Linked DNA regions of Mus musculus: region 1 is linked to region 2. Evidence: chromatin contacts called from public Hi-C data. All regions are on one chromosome and are shown on one strand. Each heading gives the region's core, a stretch centred on a gene start, on an enhancer-like site or on the middle of the called end of the contact. The rest is flanking DNA. Distances are from core to core; before and after follow the strand shown. Region 1 overlaps Cdc42bpa (CDC42 binding protein kinase alpha). Region 2 has its middle 15 kb from the start of Gm31668.

Region 1 (3,504 bases), core at 450-2,949, 110 kb before region 2:
TTGGGTAATTCTACTAATCTGTAGTGAGGGTTCTAACCTACTAAGCTACACACACACACACACACACACACACACAAAACCACATAAGTTATTCTAGATATAAATACAATTTAATAATGCAAGGATAGACACATAATATAAAATACCTCTCCAATAATTATAAAGGGAAAGAAATAATTGTTCTGTCATGATTTCAGTTCGTTTGTCTGATGTTGTTGTTGTTGCTGCTGTTGCTGTTGCTGCTGCTGCTGCTGCTGCTGCTGTGCCTCGATGTGTTGCTCTGGCCAGGCTCAAATTCTCTTATACAGCCCAGCAGAGCTTCCATTCATGATCCTGCCTCGGCCTCTTTGGTGTTAGGAGGACCGGCATGTTCCAGCGCACCCCACCCAAACAGGAACTACAGTGGAGAAGCCTGGTGAGTGTCAGCACAGCATGTAATAAACAGTGTGAGACCTGTGCCTCACCTGACAGGATGCAAGCACAACACTGACTGCACTGCTTCTGAGATACTAACAAGATTTTGTCTAAATTGAACTGTGAGGAAAATCCAAATGGGGAGGTTACTGCAAAAGGCCTGCAATCCTCAAAAGAGACCAAGTTGTGAAAGTCAAGGAAAACCTAAAGACCTGGCTTAACCAACACTGCAAGATACACCACTCCCACATAACCCAGGTTACCTGGCTTAACCAACACTGCAAGATACACCACTCCCACATAACCCAGGGTTCCAGACGGAATCCTGTTGCTCTAACAAGACCACTACATCAACTGATAAACTCAAAAGTTTCTGAAAATAAAATGACAGTATCTCATCAATGTTAATTTCTGGATTTGAACAGTTGCATATGGTCATATAAAAGTATGTAGATATACATACAAACATATTGTAAAGGAATGGACATCAGTAAACAAATTATTCTTGTACTTCAGTAAGAAAAAGTGTACAATACTTGCAGTTTTGTACAATTATGGTTATTTCAATTAAAACATTTTTAAAGTTAAATATATAAGGTAGTAGATGAGCACTGTATAAAAGTTGTGACCAGGGAGTTATACATACCTGTAATTCTAGGACTCAGTAGGAAGAGGAAGCACAAACCAAGGCCAATCTGAGCTATACAGGCACACCTTGTCTTTAAAATAAGGAAGAAAAGAAAAAGTATGTATCATGCTCAGAAGTTAAATAAAACTATCATGAAAAGCTGTCCAGAGTCAATGAAAGATATTAAGCATGATACTAACATGATCATGATATAACAAAATCATGTATAAGCCATGCGCTGTTGGCGCACGCCTTTCAAAGGTGGATCTCTGAATTCAAGGCTAGACAGGTCTACAGAGTGAGTTCTAGGGCAGCCAAGGCTAGAGAGACAGAGACAAAGAGACACAGACAGACAGACATGACAGACAGACAGAAATGTGTTTTATTAAATTCCAGGATGTATAAAGACATCATATTTTCAAGTTAGAGACATGTAATATGTTAAAGGCTTCCTGCCATTTGAAAGGAAAACACAGTAAAACAGTAATACTCAGGAATGTTTAAAACCATATTTACCAGTTTAATACAAATAAATTTAGCCAGATACACAAAAACAGAGGAAAAGCAGGATAACTCAGGAGGTACTTAACTGATACTACCTCACAGTTATGAAAGCAAGAGGAACACGATGGTAACATCAGTCACATCTCAAGCAGCTACCACAGCAATGGGCTTCCTGGAGGGAACTGTTAGTGTAGCATGCATCGTCACTAAGGATGACACATTACAAAGGCATGCAGTTTAAAAAGTCAGAAATAGAAATTACGCTAATCTTGCGAATAGTGTGGCTCTAACCACAAATGCTAAGAAAGTATGGGCACACAGTATGGAAAAGCTTTATGAGAGGCACCATATTACTATGTCAGGTTCACAAACACCTGAGATTTTAGTATACTTCTAAATGTTTCTTTATGGTAATTTTTTTGGTCAAGACAAAAAAACCACAGGGAGTCAGTGATGCAATTCAAAATGAGGCTTTAGTCATGTCAAGCAAGAATTTTTTAAATCTCAGCACAGAACACTTACTTCTAAGTAGTGCTCACTGCTTTTCACCATATATGGATTACGTGGGTATTAGCCACCCCTAGTGAGCACTGACACTTAAGGACAAGATTCTTGCTAGAACTGGACAATTCTACCATTTGTATAAAGTGCTCATAAAATCCAATTAGCTTTGTTCTACTTTACAGTTTCTCTGTACCAGTGAACGGAAAATGACCATGCTTTACTGAAAAAAGGAAAACAAAACAAAAAACAAACAAAAAACAAAAAAACAACCACTAGGCTAGGAGAAGCACCTCTGCAAACCAGATGCTGCATGTATGAACTCTCCAACACAGGTGAGATCTTCCTGTCCAATGCTGAACTCTACCCCAACTTAAACTCAGCTACGCTGGTTTCTAGATTATGCAAATGTGCCAAACCCTTACCTATGTTTGTGCTCTGAGCACACTGTGACAATATTTTTTTTAAATATGCTTTTTACATAACCTGCTTAAAGACTCTGGCCACTGCCTACGGTTTCCTCATGTGGCCACAGTGCCCCAAGTTCAATCCAGTGTTCCTCTCAAGGGTCCACAGTTAAAGTGACCTGGGCCAACCTTGCACAAGGTTTCTGTTCAGAGCTTGTGAAACTTTTTCTATGATAAGGAAAAAAGAATGTATTCAAAATACTAGTTTCCAGCCCTACATATCCAATTAACCCATAATTTGTGGAATATTCAGTGTGCCTCTTGAAATGCAGTTTAGGAAATACTTGTGGAAAGTGTTCATTTTCTTCATACTTACTGAAATATCACATGGATGTGTGGATGCTGCCTAATTTTAGTCCATAAAAGGTACTACATGAACACCACATCAATAAAAAATGTAACCTTCTGAATTGAGCTTTAGAACTCTACCACTAATTTTCAGATTGAAGCCACATATACAAAAATAAACTGTAACTAGTCACTGCATAGTATCTGTTACTGGTGGTGGAAAAGACAGTATCAGTTTAATATTTACTCCCCTCCCCAATAGCTTAGCTAGAAAGAACAAAACATTTAATGCAAAACATCGTAAAAGAATACCTAAGACTGTTTGCATAGCTGAGAAAGACACTTTCAAAAAATATAATTTCGAAAGACCTGATGCCCTCCTCTGGCCTCCACGGGCACCAGACATGTTCGTGGTACACAGACATGCATAACATTCATACACCAACAATTACATAAAATTTAAAAGTTTTAGATATTATCAAGAAGATATAAATGCTTGTTGATAGTGAATTTACTTTATCCTTTAATTAGTATTAGTATATACTTAACTTAAACTTAATCCCCAATTTGGTATTTTAGTTCTTCCTTTATTTTCAGACTAAATAACATAGAAATTTAAAAATCAGAATGGAAACTGGGATATAACTGAGTAGGTAAATTACTTTTCTAGCATCTACACAAGGTCCTCAGTTTAATTCCTAT
Region 2 (3,533 bases), core at 602-3,101:
ATAGCTACACATGCAGTATTGAGTTATATGCCCAACCCTAAGAAAACGCCTTGCCTTTTGTATATATGAACAAGGATCAGAATGAGCTTTGACTCAGTGGAAAATTTGGGAGTCAAGTTAAATACAAGAGAATGAACGGGAAGGAAGCGATGTTGGAGGAGGGTTTCTGGTGATCAAACTGCTCACCCTTTCCTCTGCACCACGGTCCTCCATGATGACCAACATGGTGATGTTTCTTGGAATCTTGCCTCACCAACCCAATCTTCTACCAGGAAGAGGCCCACCGATCTCATGACAAGCTTTATGTAAGTTTGGAAACCTCTGGTCCACACAGATAAAGCTGAAGAGTTGCCATGGTCCCAAAACACCAAGAGCTGATGTGAGATGGTCATCTGAAGGGGAAACATGTATCTGGTACATTGCAGAGGTGAGAGGAAGGTATACTGGTTAGATATTTGTCAACTTGACCAAAGTCTAGTCATCTGAGGGCAGGAGACCTCAATTGAGAAAATGCCTCCTATGATCGACCTGTAGGCAAGCCTGAAGAGCATTTTCCTTATTTGTGATGAACAGGGAGGGTCCAGCCTGTTGTGGGTGGTGCCATCCCTGTGCTGGTGGCTCTGGGTTCTATAAGAAAGCAGGCTGAGCAAGCCATGGGAAGCAAGTCAGTAAGCAGTATGTCCTCCGTGGTCAAGAGGAGCATCAGCTCCTGACTCCAGGTTCCTTCTCTGTCTGACTTGCTGTCCTGGCGTCCTTCTGTGGTGGCTTATGGTATGGACATGTAAGCCCAATAAACCCTTTCTTCTTGGGTTGATTTTTGGTCACTGTGTTTTGACAATAGAAACCCTGGATAAGACAGAAGGGAAGGGGTTGGAGAGATGGTTCAGCAGGTAAGAGCACTGACTGTTCTTCCAAAGATCCTGAGTTCAAATCCCAGCAACCACATGGTGGCTCACAACAACCATTGGTAATGAGATCGGACACCTTCTTCTGGTGTGTCTGAAGTCAGCTACAGTGTACTTATGTATAATAATAAATAAATCTTTGGGCTGGAGTGAGCAGGGACTGAGCAAACGGGACCGACTGGAATGATCAGAGGTCATACTGGAATGATCAGAGGTCATAAAAAATTCAACTCCCAACAACCACATGAAGGCTTACAACCATCTGTACAGCTCCAGTGTACTCACATACAATAAATAAATAAATAAATAAATAAATAAATAAATCTTAAAAAAAAAAAAGACAGAAGGGAATCAAATAACCTAGCAAAGGATAGTGGCAGGGCTGGGGCACATTTTCATTTAATAAAATGCATAATATGGACCCAGTTATATAAAGGTATATTGATATACAGGAAGAAATAAAATACTGCACATGGAAATGGCAGCAGGGCATAGTGGTGCACACTTGCAGTACCAGCACCTGAGCAGTGAGGGTAGGAGGTTGATTAGTTCAGAATCACTCTTTGAGCTACATCCAGTTCAAGGTCAGCCTAGGCTACATGAGACTCTGGCTCCAAAAAAAAAAAAAACCCAAGACTTTTATAATGACATCAGTAAACATGCCAACTCAGATAGGACAAACATCAAAAAGCCCATCCCTAGATGGAGAGCTACAGGCCACTGATGGGGTACAGGGTGTTCTCAAAGGACCCATAGTGACTTGCGGTCCTGCTAGATCAATTGGCTCAGGAGTCTGGCAGCCTCTGAGTTTTCTACACTCTGATTTCCTAGCAGGGCCAGGCCCCAGGCAAACACAAAACAAAACAAAACAAAAACAGAGTCCCCAAAGGCCTAACAGAAAGGACAATAGCATGATGTAAGAGGGTCACTTAGCAGCCAGTGACTCAGCGTTTCTGCCCCATCAACACCAGCTGTACCCTGCGGTGCTGACAGTGGCCTAGGCTGGGCATGGAAAAACAAAACGGACAGACAGACAGACAGACACACACACACACACACACACACACACACACACACACACACACACACACACCACTGCAAACATCACATTGTCTGAAGAGTGGCAAACAGTCTGACAGCTGAACAATGTATGGACACTGGGCCTTAATTCAGTCTTGGTTAACATCTTTCATCAGGTTCCCTATGAGGGGGCCACTGATGGGAGACCTTAGCTCTCCAGACTGGAGCTGTTATCTGCCTCCAGGCTCTATGCCCTGTTAATTCTCCTGACTCTCCATCGTTCTTTCCAAAATACCACAGGGTGAAATTTGGTTAGTGTGGTAGATGTCAGAAGAGGGTTCTCAGGGCTTGGGAGGAAATTCCCAGCCTTTGTGAGTCACAGGAGGGCCTGGGAGAGTTCTGTACCGGCTACAGAAGAGAATGGGAGACAGTGCCACAAGTAGTCACTGTCTGTAAATGTGTGTCTTATTAAAAGATGGTGTCCACAGGACTGGCACTGTTTTCCCCAGCGTCTCTGCTCCCCCTGGACCCAAGGCAAGGAGCTGTTCAGATCAGGCTGCTCCTGGGAGGGTCATCAACTACCACCAACCACCAAATCCACCTTTTTATCCAGCCTCACTCACTGAATGCGGCCCAAGCAAATGTATCTTGTCACCCACAGCTACTTTGAGAACTAGCTATGAGGAAAGTTCTTCACTTTAAAACTCAAGGCGAAATAGCTGTTTGTAAAGGTGATTGATTGCCTGATGACCTGATCCTATGGTAGAAGGTAAGAACCAACTTCCAAAACCTGGCCTCTGATCTCAACACAATGATGATGATGATGATGACGACGACGATGGTGGTGGTGGTGGTGGTGGTCCTGCTGCTGCTGCTTCTGCTGCTGCTAGTGGTGGTGGTGGTGGTGGTGGTAATGATAATGATAATTTAACTCTAAGAACTCCAGGGCCTGGAGAGATGACTCAGCAGTTAAGAGCACTTACTCTTGCAGAGGACCAGGGATTCAGTTACCAGCACTCACATGACAGCTCACAACTCTAGTTCCAGGGGTCTGATTCCCTCTTCTGTCCTCCCCAGGCAGGAGACATATATATGATGCATATGCATACATACAGACAAAACACTCATGCACATAAAATAAGGGAAAAAGCCTCCAGGGACTTCAGAATTTTCTTGTTCACTGTGAGGTATCAATCAGACCATTGCATGGACATTTAATTTATACATATATACACACATGTGTTTTTATAGTGGCTCTAAAGATGGCCTTACTAGGCAAGCCTCTACCACTGACCTTTACCGCAAAGCTGTGTGGACATTTCCAATCTCAAAGCATACTCTCATTTCAGAAATTAGGTGTCTTGGGCCAAGTATCCCTAATCGTTGCCATATTTACTCTCAGGTTAGTTCCCAGCACTTCCTGCCAGCCTAGAGCAAAGGACAGAGCTGGAAGACACGTGTCCCCAACTTGCTTCCCAGACTCCACTTGGAGCATGGAGAATATCTCTCAACCTCTCTATGCCAGGAGGACTCCATTCATTGAACCCCCACTCTCTTGGAAGCCCAATGCTTTCACAAATACAATCCCATTTCCTCTTCCTCCATCAG

The links. A called contact is a pair of places that touch in the nucleus more often than the background predicts.
Region 1: a contact with region 2 is called in a Hi-C map of embryonic fibroblasts, with 4 times the contacts expected there. The contact joins two enhancer-like sites. A contact is called at or near these places in 4 of 39 promoter capture datasets (the 3T3-L1 cell line, 3T3-L1-derived adipocytes, liver and 1 more), 42 of 484 Hi-C or Micro-C datasets (the AML12 cell line, the C2C12 cell line, the G1E-ER4 cell line and 26 more), 13 of 115 datasets of contacts at active chromatin or transcription factors (astrocytes, cardiomyocytes, embryonic fibroblasts and 7 more) and 3 of 9 other capture datasets (adipose tissue, liver and pancreatic islet).

Annotation. Positions count from the first base shown.
Region 1 is chr1:179,968,511-179,972,014 of GRCm38.p6, reverse strand. The region is part of intron 1 of Cdc42bpa (CDC42 binding protein kinase alpha); the gene reads right to left. Among named protein-coding and RNA genes, the nearest start is that of Cdc42bpa, 9.5 kb to the right of the region's middle. Within about 2 kb of position 1,699, at least 66 of the 459 cell types and tissues checked have an H3K27ac peak or open chromatin away from gene starts, as enhancers often do. A contact at or near this core is called in the C2C12 cell line, adipose tissue, adipose-derived mesenchymal stem cells and 6 more, where this site is marked.
Region 2 is chr1:179,861,854-179,865,386 of GRCm38.p6, reverse strand. No RefSeq gene overlaps it. Among named protein-coding and RNA genes, the nearest start is that of Gm31668, 15 kb to the left of the region's middle. Within about 2 kb of position 1,851, at least 83 of the 459 cell types and tissues checked have an H3K27ac peak or open chromatin away from gene starts, as enhancers often do. A contact at or near this core is called in the C2C12 cell line, adipose tissue, adipose-derived mesenchymal stem cells and 6 more, where this site is marked.